4 separate regions of the Mus musculus genome follow, and regions 1, 3 and 4 are each linked to region 2. A link is a contact called in public HiChIP or PLAC-seq and promoter capture Hi-C data. All regions are on one chromosome and are shown on one strand. The core of a region is the stretch at or near the end of the contact, and the rest is flanking DNA. Distances in the headings are between cores, read along the strand shown.

Region 1 (3,624 bases), core at 553-3,052, 420 kb before region 2:
TAATGGAACACAAATGATAGTCTCAGCTTAATGGACAGGATGTGACTGGAAAGAATCCCTTGCAAAGGTCTTGTGGGGACAGTGGGGACAGTGGGGACATATATATCCAAGAGTCAGCAATAAGGTTGCGCTTGCTTGTAAAGAAGTACAAGCAGAATTCTAGTGGACAGAGCTGGAAATGATCAGAAACACAGACTTGTGGGGGCTGGAGAGATGGCTCAGAGGTTAAGAGCACTGACTGCTCTTCCAGAGGTCCTGAGTTCAATTCCTAGTAACCACATGGTGGCTCACAACCATCTGTAATGAGATCTCATATCCTTTTCTGGGGAGTCTGAAGACAGCTACAGTGTACTTACATATATAATAAATAAATGTAGCCGGGCGTGGTGGCACACGCCTTTAATCCCAGCACTCGGGAGGCAGAGGCAGGCAGATTTTTGAGTTCAAGGCCAGCCTGGTCTACAAAGTGAGCTCCAGGACAGCCAGGGCTATACAGAGAAACCCTGTCTCGAAAAACCAAAAAAGCAAAAAAAAAAAAAAAAAATGTTTAGAAAGAGAGAAAGAAAGAAAGAAAGAAAGAAAGAAAGAAAGAAAGAAAGAAAGAAAGAAAGAAAGGCAGACTTTTATCCCAACAGTCGGGAGGCAGAGGGCAGGTGGATCTCTGAGTTCGAGGCCAGCCTGGTCTACAGAGTGAGTTCCAGAGCAGCCAGGGCTACACATAGAAACCCTGTCTCAAAAAGAAAAGAAAAAAAAAATCAGGCAGGAGAAGTAGTGTGGAGTCATAAGCCTTAGAATGCTGCTCCAGGATGCCTGATAGACTTCTCTCAAGCAAACGAACGACACCAGACTTGTAGACAAACTCCAGTGTCCACAGCCCTGAACAGTGTGAATGGCGCACATCGGGGGCCCGATACTCACCAAAGCTCAGGATTCTCTCCCCTGCAATCTGGAGGCCTTCTCTTGCTTCCTGGCCTTTAATCCCACTGTTGGATGTGGGGGGTTGTCAAACACCTTCCTGTTTTTTCAGCCTGGTCACAAGACACTAGCAGGCTGGGCCAGACTAGACACTGACAGTCAGTTTTGCTGATAATAAGCTGCTATCTCAGGGAGATACTTCTTGGACTGGCTCCAAGGTGACTGTGAAATTCTGTCCCTCCCTAGTGGTCAAATGATCTCAACACTTAGGCTCCGGATGGGTACAACACTTCAACATTCAGGGCATTAGGGCTCAAATGCAGTCAAATAGCTGATGGAGGTCCTACACAAGCTGCCTAGCTCTCCTAGCATCCCCCAGTCTCTGCTTGTTTTCAGGATCCTCCTGGTTGGCGTGCCTGGTTCCCTGACCTAAACCTTCTCCAGCCCAGGGCCTGGGCCACCCTTCTTCTAGTGGTTCTTCTCTATAGAATGCAGTCATTTTGGCTAAGCTGGTCTTTTTACCCTTTTGCACTTTTGGTCTCATGGCTTTCCCCTCTCCCCTCCCATGACCCAGCTCAGGGTCTTGTTCACTCTGGGCCCTTCCAAATGCTTTTCTGGCTAGGCTCTTCTCCATATCTACAATAAACTTTCTCCTCCACCATACCTAGGGGCTGTCATGGCCTCCTTTTTATTTCTTTTTTTCCTCACTCAGGCAGGAGCTGAGGCAGGGCAGGGTGTTCACTCCAGGCCCCAGCTCAATCTTCACCTCAAATCCTCACTGGAAAGGTTAATTATTCAGAAGCTGTAGAGCTCAGGAGCATCACCCAGGGGGCAAACCTCACTCTTGCAATAGAGGAGCCATAAAGGCCAGTTAATAATCAGCCCCGGGGCAGAGACAGCTTAGAAGGGCCTCCAGCTTTAGGCTTTATAGATACCTGGCCCACCCTTCCCCAGTCAGCAGGCTGATCTGGAAGTATAAACAAGAAAGGAGGCTGACGGCTCTAGAAGTCCCCAACCTGTTGTGATCTTCAGTAGACAAACACTCCTGGTGTGTCACAGGATTCAGGTACATGGCAGTGGCCAGGGCGAAGGGTAGCAAGACAGAACCAGGGACCTCCTGGGAGCCTGTCTCTCTTTGTAGGGCCTTGTTCTTTGGCTAATTTTCCCCCAGAGTCCAAATTGCCTCCTCTCTCTCCTTCCTCCTTCCCTTCTTCCTTGCCTTCCTTCCCCTCCTTCCTTTTCTCTTTCTCCTGACATTCACCAATGTAGTGGTCTCTACTATCTCACTTAAATTTCGGTTGAGACAGCTCCCACATCTATGTCCAATTTGGAGCCTTCCTCTGGGGCCACACACGCACAGGTAACTGATCAACAACTCCGAGTCTCCTGCTCAAATCTACTCCCCACTCCTTTATCCAACAGCAGCGCCATCCTGGGCTCCCAGTAAGGGATGGGTGGGGGACGGGGTCCTGTTTTGGCTGCAGTGAAATGTGGGTGATGTCAAAATTAGCTCAGATCCTTAAGGGTTCCCCCCACGCCCCCACGCCTGTAAAGATCTGTCACAGGAGTGGGAGGTGAGCAAGTGGAGAAGGAAAGGAAGCCTGGGCTTCCACAGCACTGAGGCTCTCGTCAGAAAGGTTAGGCCATCAGGGTCTTGTGACTGGAAGTGGGTGATAGCCTGGCTGGTGAGGTTGGGGGAACTTGTAGCTGAGAGAAGTTGGGGACATGGGATCTTCTGATTCTATACAACAGGCCTGGAAGTTGCAAGCCTGTGTTCTAGTGACAGTCCTGCCATTGGCTCTGGTGTGGTCCTCTGGGGCTCATCCTATTCATGTGTATAATAGGACATGGGTGTTGGTAGTGGATGGATTATTTTAAAGGATCTTAGCAGCTCAAGACACAATGTGAGGTGTTTGTTTGTTTGAGACAGGGTCTTTCAGTGTAGCCTTGACTATCCTGGAACTCTCTCTGTAGATCAGGCTGGTCTCAAACTTACAAAGATCTGCCTGCCTCTGCTTCCCGAGTGCAGGGATTAAAGGCATGCACCACCACAGCCCGGCTGTTTGTTTATTTATTTGCAATGCTGGGATTGAAACTGGGGCTTCACACATACTAGGCATGTGCCACCACCCAGCTGTTTGTTTATTTGTTTACTTGCAATGCTGGGGATTGAACCCAGGGCCTCACACATGCTAGGCCAGCCTTTGCCATACACATCCCAAGAACGGAGCCTGTACTATTAATCGCATCCCTACAGAGGCCTGCTGTTGCACACATGCAATAATTAACAGCTGAATGGCCTCGCCCAATCTCAGGCTCCATTCCTGGGCTGCATTCCCACTACCTGCTCCACACAGCTCTGTTTCCTAGGCCACTAAACCTCGGCCGGCTGTCTCCTGGAATGAAGAAAGCAAAGGAAGCCTAGAGTGGAGACAAAGAAGCCCGAGGCACTCTGAGAGCTGCCATCTTTTCCTTGTTTGCCGCCTGACACTTCTCAGCAGGATCCACATACCCTAAGGTACTCCCCAGCGTGTGTTAAAGAATTTGCTGATTTGGAAATGATGATAGGTCAGAGCACAGCCGGCCCAAGGGTCCACTGTAAGATAGTGTAGGTGGAGTCTGTCCTTCAGCCTAGCACTGAGCTCTCGACTCTCCCAGTCTGGGAATCCTAGGTGGATGCAGGTGTGGTAATGGTGGGGTAGTGTCCCA
Region 2 (4,101 bases), core at 549-3,048:
TCCTCTCTCACAGGACATCCATTCGAAACCAACAGGCCCATACTAGGACTCATTCTGACCACATACTGCAGAGAAATAGCATGTATAGCCACTTATTCAGTCTTCAACATGCAAGCTGTCCCTATAGCATCACAATGCCATGACAGACACAACTACATGCACACACCACAGTCACTCGCTGTGCTACAACTCCCACCCACGATCCTGCCACTGTAGTCACACAGAGCATGTAACACCACAGACTCACAATCTCCATACTGTCATCTCCCCATGCTAAATCTCACTCAAATGATGTGATTATACATAGCACAACATATATGATTACACACAAGGCACACTCAACACATGCTATGTACACAGGAACCCTCACATAAGCACATATACCCCAGACTCACCCATCCCTCACTACAGGTGAAGGACATTTACCCCCTCTCTCTATCCCCAAACCCAACTGCCCCAGTCACTACCAGGACAGCTGGGATAAGGAGATATCATGTATAAGTTATAAATACCAGTGTCCCACCTCACGATCCCTACCCACCATATATTTTGGGCACCCTGAGGGCAACGTTCTCCATGTTTAAGCCCTTGGACTTGAGTCCATCCTATGCCATACCTGAGAACACAGGCACAGGTGGAGGTCCTAGAGGCTCCAGCCCTGTCTTCTGAGCCGGTTCCCCCACGACCCAAAGTAGAGGCAGACATGTAGGGAAGGCATGGTCACAGAAAGACCCTAGCACAAAGATAGAGACCTACAGAAACTGAAGGGCTGAACAGACCAGGAGAGGTAGGCAGCCTGGAGCAACACACTAAACAAGAGAACAGCAGAGGGGCCAAAGGATGATGCACTCAGAAATTTGGGAACTGGAAGAATGATATGGGACTATCACATCTAGAGGCTGGGAGGCAACAGGAGGAGACTGGAGGTCTGTGTAAAAGATGAGGACTGGGAGGGGGCAGTCTGGCAGAGGAGAAGAGAGAATCTGGGTTTTAAAAGGGGGTTGGACCCTTGGGTTGGGTGGAAGATGGTGACTAGAATCTAGATGATTAGTAAGGATGGGGAGTAAGACTTTATAAAATAGAAGATAGAGGTTTGGGGGTGAGGTCCTACTTATGAGGTAAAGTTCTCTGCAGCCAGGGGCTTAGGGGATATGGGTGTGCCTGGAATCTGATATGTACAGTAGAGAGCCAGAGGTTTGAGAGGGGAGTGGGACTAACCTGGGAGGAGGGAACTCCGGGTTTATACAGAGCTGTTAATGTGGCTGAGGGGGGCAACGAGGATTAGGACTTCGGGGCTTGGGATGGAGGAGTTCTAGATGCGAAGCAGAGTCAGAATCTGGAGGGGCATTTGAACTATGAGCCGAAGAATCAAGGACCCCCTCTGGGTATGGCTGCAGTCCCATTCAGTACAAGACGGGTTCCAAACTAAGGGAAGGGTCCCCTCTTAAAGGAAGGTTCAGGAGAGAGTAGACCGTGGGGCAGACGACTGCAAGCTCTTCAGAAGACCGGGCCCTCACCGGGCTCTCCCTGGACACCCGCTTCTCCCTGTTACCCAGAATGGGGGGGGGGGGGGCCTCCTACCTGCAGGCTGTCGGCGCATGGCTGCGGCGGCGGCTCGTCCGGCTTGAGGAAGACCTGCTGGCCCCGCCTGAGGAATTGGACAACAGCGATGAGGATGTGGTGCAACACCAGGACCATGCTCGCAGCCGCCCGCCCGCCCCTCCAGCCCGGCCCGCTGCACTCGGTCAGCGCGTCCGCAACAGCTTCGCCGGTCCGCGCGAGGGTCCGCCCTGGTCCCGCCCCGCCCCCGCCCCCGTCCCGCCCCAGGCCTCCAGGCCCCGCCTACGTTTCTGCTACCGGGGACAGCACTTCAACGCCTTCCAAAGATCGGACCCCACCCGATCCCGGCCGGCTTGCTCCCTGCCAGGCCTTCACCCTCTCAAGTCTCCTGCAGCGGGTCGGCTACGAGGGCTCCCACTCCTCGGTCGCCTCTCAGCCTTCGCTGCCTTCCGCTTATCCCATTGTCACTCCTCCTATGTGGTAGGGCCCCTCCCAGAGTCCCGCGCACTGTCGCACCACATTCTCTCCCCATCACTTGGACTTCAGTAGCCCGGCCAGAACCCCGAGGCCGAGTCCAGCGCAGTGCGGGGAGAGGGGCCGCGGCCACAGTCCGGGAGCCCCGAGGTCCTTTCACTCCTTCCAGTACAGAGGGTAGAGGAAAGTGAGGGAGAAATTTAGAGGTCGCTCCAAAATGGGACGAGCCCTGAAGCGGTAGCAGATCTGTGAAGGAGACACGTGCGCCCTGACACACACAGGCGCACCGTTCCCAAATGTGGGGTGAGAGCACTGGGTTCCTAAGGCTACCAGATAGGCCTTCATCGGCGTCCCAGGAGGCTGAAAAGGGTGCAAGCCCCAGGGCCATCTAGTCCGCAGTTCCGCGGTGGGACCCCGAGAGCTGGGAGCGCATTTCTCTGCAGAGCCGCCTCTGTGCTCAGGCACTTGCAGCAGCCGTGACGCTCCTGCGCCCCCTGGTGTTCTATCGCAAAGGTGCACCCTGACCCCAGTAGGGGATGGCTGGAGGGATGAGGGGACATTTGTGTAACTTGGGTCAAACCCCTTGCCTGGACCAACCTGTTTTCTAGCCTCTGCTTGCTATAAGATGGGCTAAGGCACAGGACGAGTCTATATCAAATGGTGAATTTGGGTCTTCCTGGATTTTGCCAGTGTAACTTTAGCTTGATCCCCTTCCCATTGGGTGTCAGTTGTCCCACAGGGCTGCCAGAAGACAAAAACTTGGAATGATGGTGAGACAGACAGACTCCTGACAGCCCTCACTGTGACTTTCCCTGGTTCTCCTTTCTGCGCTACTGCCCCTCTTCCTGTACTTCCCTCTCCCCCCAGCCCTTGGAAGGTGACTCAGTGAGCCCCCTGCTCCTTGCCTCATAGATGTGATTCATTTGGGCCCTTTCCCCCTGGGGAGCAATTTCCCCAGTGTTGAGTCACTGAGCCCAGTGCTGGACACGGTCCCAGCACCTGGCACAGGCTTGGAAGTGTCCTAGCTGTCCCAGTAGCTCAAGGGGTGATCTTCCACACAAGGATTTTTCCCCCTCCTAGCTGAGCTTACAGCTTCCAGTGCTCAAACATCCTTAGTGGGGGTCTCTACCACGAGCACCATAAAACCTAAATCTCTCACTTGGCATTACAGACCTTCCACAGTTCAACCCTGATTATTGACCAGCTCTGACAACCCCCATCCCTTGTTTTTATACAGCCCTTTTCTTTTAGACAGCAGCTGCCTCATTCTTGCCTCCTGGTCTGTCATGGTGCCACCCTGTCACCTGCTAACCATTCAAGAGCAACTCAGAGGCCATCTGCTCCAAGACCCCTTTTCTGGATTCCACATCAGTGATCTAGGGGGGGCCTTTTTGTATCCTTCCTGGGAGTCATGTCTGGAGATGGGATCTAAGCCAATTGCTGCTGCTTCTTCTTCCTCTTCTTCTTCCTCTTCTTCTTTCTTCTTCTTCTTTCTTCTTCTTCCTCCTCCTCCTCATCCTCCTCCTCTTCTTCTTCCTCCTCTTCCCCTTCCTCCTCCTCCTCCTCTTCTTCTTCTCCTCCTCCTCCTTCTTCCTTCTTCCTTCTTCTTCCTCTTCTTCTTCTTTTCTTCTTTCTTCTTTCTTCTTTCTTCTTCTTCCTCTTCCTCTTCCTCTTCCTCTTCCTCTTCCTCTTCCTCTTCCTCTTCCTCTTCCTCTTCCTCTTCCTCCTCCTCCTCCTCCTCCTCCTCCTCTTCTTCTTCTTCTTCTTCTTCTTCTTCTTCTTCTTCTTCTTCTTCTTCTTCTTCTTCTTCTTCTTCTTCTTCTTCGTTTTTTGAAACAGGGTTTCTCTGTGTAGCTCTGGCTGTCCTGGAACTCAGTCTGTAGACCAGGCTGGCCTTGAACTCAGAAATCCGCCTGCCTCTGCCTCCCAAGTGCATCTTCTTAGTAAAGCAGTTTGTCCTACATATTAACATTATAGAACATGACATGCATGGGCTAAGATGTGTAAAGGTTACACCTACTCCTTTAGTGGGACTCTCCTTTTTCTGGCCTCAGTTTCCTCCTGTGT
Region 3 (3,819 bases), core at 780-3,279, 360 kb after region 2:
CACTTAGCTTATCTCTGTGAGTTCCAGACGGACCTGGTCTACATAGTGAGTTTCAAGATAGCCAAGACTACATAGTAAGACCCTGTCTCAGAAAATAAAACAAAATAAGATAAAAGCCTACAGAGGTAAGTATGATAAGTGAGATTTCTTGGGGAAGCAGACGAGACCTGTGCCTGGGATCTTGAAACATTGTTAAGTCACCAAGTGGAGAAGTGGGGGAGGGGCAAGGAATAGCCCAACTTGCCAATTAGTGCAATCCATTCTGATGCAGGAGGCCTGATTTCAACACAATTCTTTGCCTTTCCTCAAGTTTTATCAGCTAACAACCCTCCTGGGGGAATTCTATCTATGTAGAATCTATAGTCGGCCCTAGAGCTATCTGGCTTTCTCTCTCCCCACCCGATAGAGAACAACTGCATAGAGAGATAGTGACTATCCAGTGTGGACTGCCGCACTAGTGTGGAGCTCAGAAAACAGCTTTGTGGAGTCGGTTCTGTTCTTCCACTTTCTTGTGGGTCCAGGGGATTGAACTTGGGTCCTCAGTTTTATACAGCAAGTGCCTTTTACTGACTAAGCCATCATGCCAGCCCCATGGAGGCCTTTCTGTAGGCAATGACCATGACCTAAGATAGAACATCTCCTTTCAACTACATCAAATAACTCATTTATTGGCCATGTTGGGGATCAAGTGCTAGGGCTTTCACATGCTAGGCAAGTGTCCTACCACTGAATCACTTTTAACACTCTATTGTTTTGTTCTGCCTTACAATGTTGCTTTTGGATTGTGGCTTAAACCCAGGAACTCTCAAACATACCAGGAAAGTTCCCTACCACAGGGTTTCGTCCCCAGACCAGCTCTCCACTTTTTAAAATTAATTGATTTATTAATTATGTTTTGAGACAGAGACTTACTATTTAGTCCTGGTGGGCCTGGCGATCACAATGTAAACCATTCTGTCCCCAAACTTATAGAGATCTGCCTGCCTCTGTCTCCTTAGGACTGGAACTCAAGGTGTGAGCCACCGCACCCAGCTTTATTTATTTATTTATTTTTTATTTTTTTGAAACGGGGTCTTGCTCTATAACACTGGCTGACCTGCTACCTGCTATGTAGTCCAGGGTAACCCCAAACTCACCACACTCCGGCTTCCTCAGCCTCCCCAGGGCTGCGATTATAGATGTACACTACCATGCCTGGCTCATTTCTCCAATCTAAAAGTCATGAAACTGTAACTACCCCAAAGCCAATGCCTTCCTTGCTCAAGGTCACATAGTGAATTAAGAGAGTGGTTGTTCGCCCCTAGCATCTGGAGCCAGAGGTAAAATTGATATCATTTGTAGAACTAGGCTGGGGCAGGGGTGTTGCTGGAGAGGGATCAAAAAGCTAAGAACGTAGAGCAGGATGCAATCAGGAGGGTGTGGCCTTCTCCCACACCACGAAGCAGAAGAGACAGGAACTCCCAGCAGAGTGGGTGCCAGCTCATTGTTTCAGGATGGCAAGAATTGATGAAGGCACAGTGTCATGGCAGCTGACCCTGGGCTAGAATGCAAAGCTTCTCTCTCCCATTGGGGTCCTATCTACTCATCTCTACTCACTAATGTGACCCCTGGGTGGGATATCTTTCCAGTGCCTTGGAGACTCAGGGTTCCTCTGGTCTCTGTTGTTAGAAGTTTCCAATTGATAAGCTAGGCAGTCAGACTGGACTCAAAGCCCAGGTCTCCAGGCGCCATACAGAAGAGAGGCACCTGGGGAGCGGGTAGAGAGGGTCTTGGACAGGTCTTTGGATATTAGTTTTCTCATCTTTCCCGAGGAAGACCTGGAGTCAGCAGTCTATGAGGTCTGGCCCCCTTTGCTGTGCAAGGGTAGGGAGGTGGGGCTGAGCTCCTGGTGGGCTGGTGGGTGGGAGGCAGAGGAAGTGGCAGGAGCCACCCTAGGCTGCCCATGTCTGTCTGGGCTGACCCATTACAGGCAGGGAAATCACAGACTCAGCGCTCAGACATCTGGGAGGCTCTGGGCAGCCTGGGTATTTTTAGAAGGCCAGACATGCCCAGAATCCTGGGCGTTGCTGAGCCAGAAAATCAAGGAGAACAGCAGAGAGCAAACCAAAAGCAGTGGCCTGAGCCCTGAGATCAGCTGGCCCGGCTTTTCCCAAGATCCCTGCTAGGCCTACTGTATGCACTTGTCCCTTTGATTGTCACTGGATCCTGCTTCCTTTTGCGTATTCAGGTGCAGACCTATGGCACAGTCCAGACCTGCTTAGAGTCCTTGCCCTCCACCAATTTACTTAGGCAGCTATTTGGTACCTTTTCTGGTTCAGATGAACTTCTGGACCCCAGGGACATATAAATGACAGGAGCGATCTTCCCATTGTTTGTGGGTAATGAAAATGCCAGTGTCCTGAGATCACTGTGGGAGAGAAGGAAGTTGGATCTGGAGGAACTCTCAGGACTTCCACAAGAATCAGATAATAATCTAGAGAGGAAAATGCCAACTTCCAGCTGTGGGGCTAACACTGTGGAGTGATTACCAGTCCTTTTCAGACCCAGGCCTTTTCCTCTTATATTGTTTCTGAAACAGGACATTTCAGAGGTGGGGTAGCCAGGTGTGGTGGTACTTGCCTGTAATCCAAGCACCCAGGAGGCTGAAGCAGGAACATAAAGTCTGAGGCCAGCCCAGCCTGAGCTAGAGTTAGTTGAAAGTAAACCTAAGCAATGTAATGAGGCCCTGTCTCAAAAAGGCATCAAGAGAAGGGGGAAGGGCGCAAACAGTGCAATAAAGGGTAACGCAACCCCTTCCCACACTTATCTACCAGAAAACATGCCTAGCTTGCAATGGTAACCGGAAAGAATGGTTGTCCCTGCACCCTTCCCCTAATTTTATCTCCACAAACTTCTCCAGGTAAGTCCACTCCATCACATTGCAGACAAGAACCCAAGTCCTGCAAGGGGCTTCTCTAGCCCAGGTGGACTCTGAGCTATCTGGATCTGCATGTCCTTGTGTGATAGAAAGCACAGGAAGGATACTGCCAGGCTTGTGTTTCAAAGGGAGAGGACTGGGGTGGTGGGTGAGCACAGGGCAGGGGTGCATCCTCCCACCCCACCCTTGCCACAGTTCTGTAGCACAACTGCGTCTTCAGTTTAGACCTGGAATGCCCCTGGGTCTCTTCTCTGTAGCTTTCTACCTAGGATTTTTTCCAGTGTCTCACTAGCTAAAGTTCTCTGCCTTATTTGTGATATCTGTGACTTTTCTACCTAAATTATTAAATTTGCTACTTGTACTATAATGATGACCTAAGCAAATTAATAAAACATTCTGGCTAAATGCAGAGTGTCTCACCAAGAGGGTTCTTCTTTGTCAACACCCATGGCCAGCCTTATCAGCAAGCTGGGGCCATCTCCTAAGGTGACTGCCTGGCAGCATCTTATATGGAAACTTATCAAGTTTGAGACTTCCTGCTCTAGCCAAAGGGATTGCTTCTTCCCTGCGAGGTGCTGCTATGAGGTCTGTTCCCAAGTCACTGAGCAACCTTTGAGTCTCTCAGTCTGGGTCTGAGATTCTTCACTGTAAAATAGAAAATGGAGCTAGGCAAAACCTACAGCCCCTTCTGGTTCCAACACACTAGGATTTCACATTGCAATGGAGTCATTTTTCCATATTCTCCTTGGGTCCCCTGGCTGACCTGGGTACCGTCGTGGGGAACTAAAGGCAGAAAAGTGGTGTTTCTAGGAGGCCGGGTGTCTGCCAGGTATGAAGGGAACAGCTCAGAGAAGGTTAGGATCATCAGGAAGAAAGCCATGAGCTGGACATTGTGAGTAGAG
Region 4 (4,173 bases), core at 497-2,996, 390 kb before region 2:
ATAATATACATGGGGCCTAGCAAACACAGAAGTGGATGCTCACAGTCAGCTATTGGATGGATCACAGGGCTCCCAATGGAGGAGCTAGAGAAAGTAGCCAAGGAGCTAAAGGGATCTGCAACCCTATAGGTGGAACATTATGAACTATCCAGTACCCCGGAGCTCTTGACTCTAGCTGCATATGTATCAAAAGATGGCCTAGTCGGCCATCACTGGAAAGAGAGGCCCATTGGACACGCAAACTGTATATGCCCCAGTACAGGGGAACGCCAGGGCCAAAAAAAAAAAAAATGGGAATGAGTGGGTAGGGAAGTGGGGGGGAGGGTATGGGGGACTTTTGGGATAGCATTGGAAATGTAATTGAGGAAAATATGTAATTAAAAAAAAAAAGAAATAATATACATTTTTTTTGTTTGTTTTTGTTTTTCGAGACAGGGTTTCTCTGTATAGCCCTGGCTGTCCTGGAACTCACTTTGTGGACCAGGCTGGCCTCAAACTCAGAAATCCACCTGCCTCTGTCTCCCGAGTGCTGGGTTAAAGGCGTGTGTCACCACGCCCAGCAATATACATATTTTATATATAAAAAGAAATCTTTTTTAAAAAGGCATATAGAACTCTCAGCCTCTTTTCCTTCACCATGTCTGTCTTCATGCTGCCATGTTTCCCACCATGATGACAATGGACTGAACCTCTGAAACTGTAAGCCAGCCCCAGTGTTTCCTTATAAGAGTTGCCATGGTCATGGTGTCTCTTCACAGCAATAGAAACCCTAACTAAGACACACACATTTAGACAAAATACTCATACATTTAAAATAAAAATAAATAGCAAGTAGTGGTGACATACACCTTTAGTCCTAGCACTAGGGAGGCAGAGGCAGGTAGATTTCTAAGTTCAAGGCCAGCCTGGTCTACAGAGTGAGTTCCAGGGTAGCCAGAATCACACAGAGAAACCATGTCCTGAAAACCAAAATAATAATGACAATAATATAAATGGTTGAGATATTGTTATTATCACACTAAAGACAATTTAAGTTTTTCTGTATCCCAGAGAAAAATCTGTCAACTTCTATCCATGTCCACTCTCAACATAAGTTGACAGAAATCATTTAAGCCTATGAAGGATGCATCAGGCTTTTACAATGTGTATTTCTCAAAAATGTTCTGGGAAGCCAATAACAATCTGGTAAGGTCTGGTGACTCCTGAGATCTCTCACAGGGCCCTGTTGGTATTACCTTACAGCCTGGCTTCCTCTCAGCCTTGGATGTACCTCTGTCAGCCTGGCTTCCCCTCAGCCGGGGGGATACCTCTATCTAGCTAGCCTTGTCACAGGAACCACCCTGAGTACACTTCAGATTCGCTTGGGATGGGCAGTTGTCCAGATGCTAGTGGTTGTGAATCCTGGAGTGAGCAACTCAACAAGAGGAAAGGGGCTGAAGGGATGGTGCTTCAGCAGTCATGAGCACCTCCTACTTTTCCACAGGGCTAGAGATTTGGTCCCCCGTGTTCAGTTAGCCTGGCTCACAACCACCTGTAATTCCAGCTCCAGTGGATCCCATGTCCTCGTCTGACCATCACGGACACTGTATACACATGGAACATGTACATAAGTAAAAATAATAAAAGAATTAAAGTGAAGAGATGAATGAAAACAGCAAAGACTAGACCAAATGACTCATGGGAGCCCAGAACAGGGTGGAGTCAACCAGAGAAGGAAGAAAGCAAGTGCTGAATGGGGATATTTTATTCCGTGCTTACCAAAGCTTCTATGTGGGGCTGTGGACGAAGACTGTAGAGACTACCCAGAGTCTGACCTAGGGAGAGGCCAACTCGGATACCCCTATGTGCGCTCCCAGAAGCTAAGGACATTGAGGTAAGATCTTCCAAGTGGGGAGAGGATGACAAGGACATATAGGGTACTTGGCAGGTTTGTGCTAAGAAGGAACATATTTCTCAGTCAAAATTTAAACCTCTAAAAACTTCCCACATTATATTATTGAATGAATAGTTGATTGGCTGTGTTTGTGTGTGTATGTATGTATGTATGTATGTATGTATGTACGTATGTATGTATGTATAAGTAAGTGTACGTGGGGATTCAGCTCTTTACTGCTACCACATGGGTTCCAGGGATTGAACGCAGGTCATTAGATTTGATGGCAAGGGTCTTAACATGCTAATATATCTCGCCAGATCCAAGAGATTTTATACTGTCCTTCAGCACTGTCCTTCAGTTCTTTTTGTTTTTTTGTTTTTTGTTTTGTTTTGTTTTTGGTTTTTCGAGACAGGGTTTCTCTGTGTAGCCCTGGCTGTCCTGGAACTCACTCTGTAGACCAGGCTGGCCTTGAACTCAGAAATCCACCTGCCTCTGCCTCCCAAGTGCTGGGTTTAAAGGCGTATGCCACCACAGCCCGGCTCCTTCGGTTCTTTAGGTCATTATTTTTTGGGGTAGGGGGACAAACAAATTCTCACTATGTATCACAGATTGGCCTAGACCCCACAAGCCTTCCCCCTTCCCGTCCTCCATGTCCTGGGGTTGCAGGCGTGTCTCACCAATTGCAGCTGGACTTGTTTTGTGTGTTTCCTTTTGAGAGGTTTCGGTCGGGTCGGGTGCTTTTGCTGCAGATGCCACTGTCAGGATGGGCTGTCAGGGCAGAATGGCTTTTGGAGACCAGGAAAGGAAAATACTGAGGAAGCAAAACTTTACAAAGCAGCACTCTTTCTTGTGTACCCTCTAACCACACCATCCTGTGGGCTGTCACTTGGTCCTCCTGCCAATCTGGAGAACTTGGCAGGGCTGGGTCACCACCTCCCTCAGGGCTAACAGGATTTCTAGGCTGACATGATGACCCAGCTGATACAGAGTGGAGTGCCGAGAACCTCCTGTGACAGGATGAAGGATCTGTGTGTCCCTGGCCCTTGTCAAGGTAGCAAGCAGCAGGAACCTGAACTATTTAACTATGTGTCATAAAGTCTGGAAATAAGATGAAAGCATGGGGCATCCCATCTTCTCTAGGTTGGAAAGCTTTGCTTCTTTTATAACCCCCCTCCCCAATGCCATGGGGCCATGGGATAAAAGAGTCTCCTTGCTGACCTCTATTCCAGCTTCAGGGAGCCTGAGGACATGAATGCTGAAGGAGAAGGGACTGATCTAATCTTTCACTATAGGGACAGAGAGTCTGAGTCAGGGAATAAATGAAGTCCCTCCCCCCTCTGGTCTAGGTCTCCCTAACTTTAGCTCCCTCTGCACAGACAGAAAGACATGGCCTGGAAACAGACACCACTCTTGCTTTTGGTCTACATGGTCACAACAGGCAGTGGCCGGGACAGAACAGACCTACTCAACGTTTGCATGGATGCCAAACACCATAAGACAAAGCCGGGCCCCGAGGACAAGCTGCATGACCAGGTTCTGTGGGAGTGTGGTCCTGATGGGAGGGTGATAGAGGGCAGGGTGGGGTTAGTGAGCAGCCAGACACACCCACACCCTGAGCTCTTGTTGGCAGAGATGGCTTGGTGGAAAGTAGTGAGGTGATTTTCTGAGGGCTGTCCCCAGAAGAGGACACAGTGGTGGCAATGAAGCAGTTGATCATTAGAAGCCTCTAATTAGAGGCCACGTGAGGTCATGTGATGATAATCTCTATCTCTCTCAAATAAGGGCCCGTGGAAGCACAGGGACTCACTCTCACAGGTTAGACACACCTGATTTTTTTTTTTTTTTTTTTTTGAGAGCATTGGTGTTTTGCCTACATATGTGTTGGATCCTCTGGAACTGGAGTTACAGACAGTTGTGAGCTGCCATGTGGGTGCTGGGATCGAACCCAGGAACAGCCAGTGCTCTTAACCACTGAGCCATCTTCCCAGCTTCCAACATGACTAGCTTTTATGGTAGGGTTCAGGTAGGATTGTGGACAGATCCTCTAGAAATTGGAGGGTGCAAGACCACCAAAGAGATGGTATCTACCCTCTATTCCTCAAGAGTGCCAGATGCAGAAGTGGGAAGGCCCTCTGTGAGGACAGCAGTTCACATGGTCTATAAGCATTTATGCCAGCAGACAGAAGCTCAGTGTAGCCTTTTTGTCACAGATGTGTTTAGATCCCCTTTCATGTTCTGGAAAAAAAATCATAGGTTAAAAACAAAAACCTGGCCAGGTGAGGTGGCACATACCTTTA

Evidence for each region. HiChIP or PLAC-seq counts read pairs in DNA pulled down with a chosen protein or histone mark. Capture Hi-C pulls out chosen DNA fragments and counts their contacts.
Region 1: a contact with region 2 is called in a promoter capture Hi-C map of pancreatic islet. The contact joins the promoter of Folr1 here to the promoter of Pde2a in region 2. A contact is called at or near these places in 2 of 39 promoter capture datasets (hippocampal neurons and liver), 1 of 484 Hi-C or Micro-C datasets (Th1 cells) and 4 of 9 other capture datasets (adipose tissue, liver, macrophages and 1 more).
Region 3: an H3K27ac HiChIP or PLAC-seq map of microglia shows a contact between it and region 2, with 4 times the contacts expected there. The contact joins the enhancer-like site here to the promoter of Pde2a in region 2. A contact is called at or near these places in 6 of 115 datasets of contacts at active chromatin or transcription factors (bone marrow-derived macrophages, embryonic stem cells, forebrain and 3 more).
Region 4: a contact with region 2 is called in a promoter capture Hi-C map of pancreatic islet. The contact joins the promoter of Folr2 here to the promoter of Pde2a in region 2. A contact is called at or near these places in 3 of 39 promoter capture datasets (the C10 cell line, cranial neural crest and hematopoietic stem and progenitor cells) and 2 of 9 other capture datasets (macrophages and pancreatic islet).

What each region holds. Positions count from the first base shown.
Region 1 is chr7:101,868,966-101,872,589 of GRCm38.p6, reverse strand. It overlaps Folr1 (folate receptor 1 (adult)), which reads left to right and starts at 1,802. Exons shown (of 7, transcript NM_001252554.1): 1 at 1,802-1,981; 2 at 3,286-3,433. Gm35597 (a long non-coding RNA gene) reads right to left here and starts at 1,879. Exons shown (of 3, transcript XR_378387.3): 1 at 919-1,879.
Region 2 is chr7:101,448,949-101,453,049 of GRCm38.p6, reverse strand. Pde2a (phosphodiesterase 2A, cGMP-stimulated) reads right to left here and starts at 1,798. Exons shown (of 30, transcript NM_001143849.2): 1 at 1,582-1,798. The coding sequence starts at 1,698.
Region 3 is chr7:101,087,066-101,090,884 of GRCm38.p6, reverse strand. No RefSeq gene overlaps it. Among named protein-coding and RNA genes, the nearest start is that of Fchsd2, 20 kb to the left of the region's middle. Within about 2 kb of position 2,029, at least 50 of the 459 cell types and tissues checked have an H3K27ac peak or open chromatin away from gene starts, as enhancers often do. A contact at or near this core is called in bone marrow-derived macrophages and microglia, where this site is marked.
Region 4 is chr7:101,842,904-101,847,076 of GRCm38.p6, reverse strand. It overlaps Folr2 (folate receptor 2 (fetal)), which reads left to right and starts at 1,746. Exons shown (of 5, transcript NM_008035.2): 1 at 1,746-1,873; 2 at 3,253-3,409. The coding sequence starts at 3,263.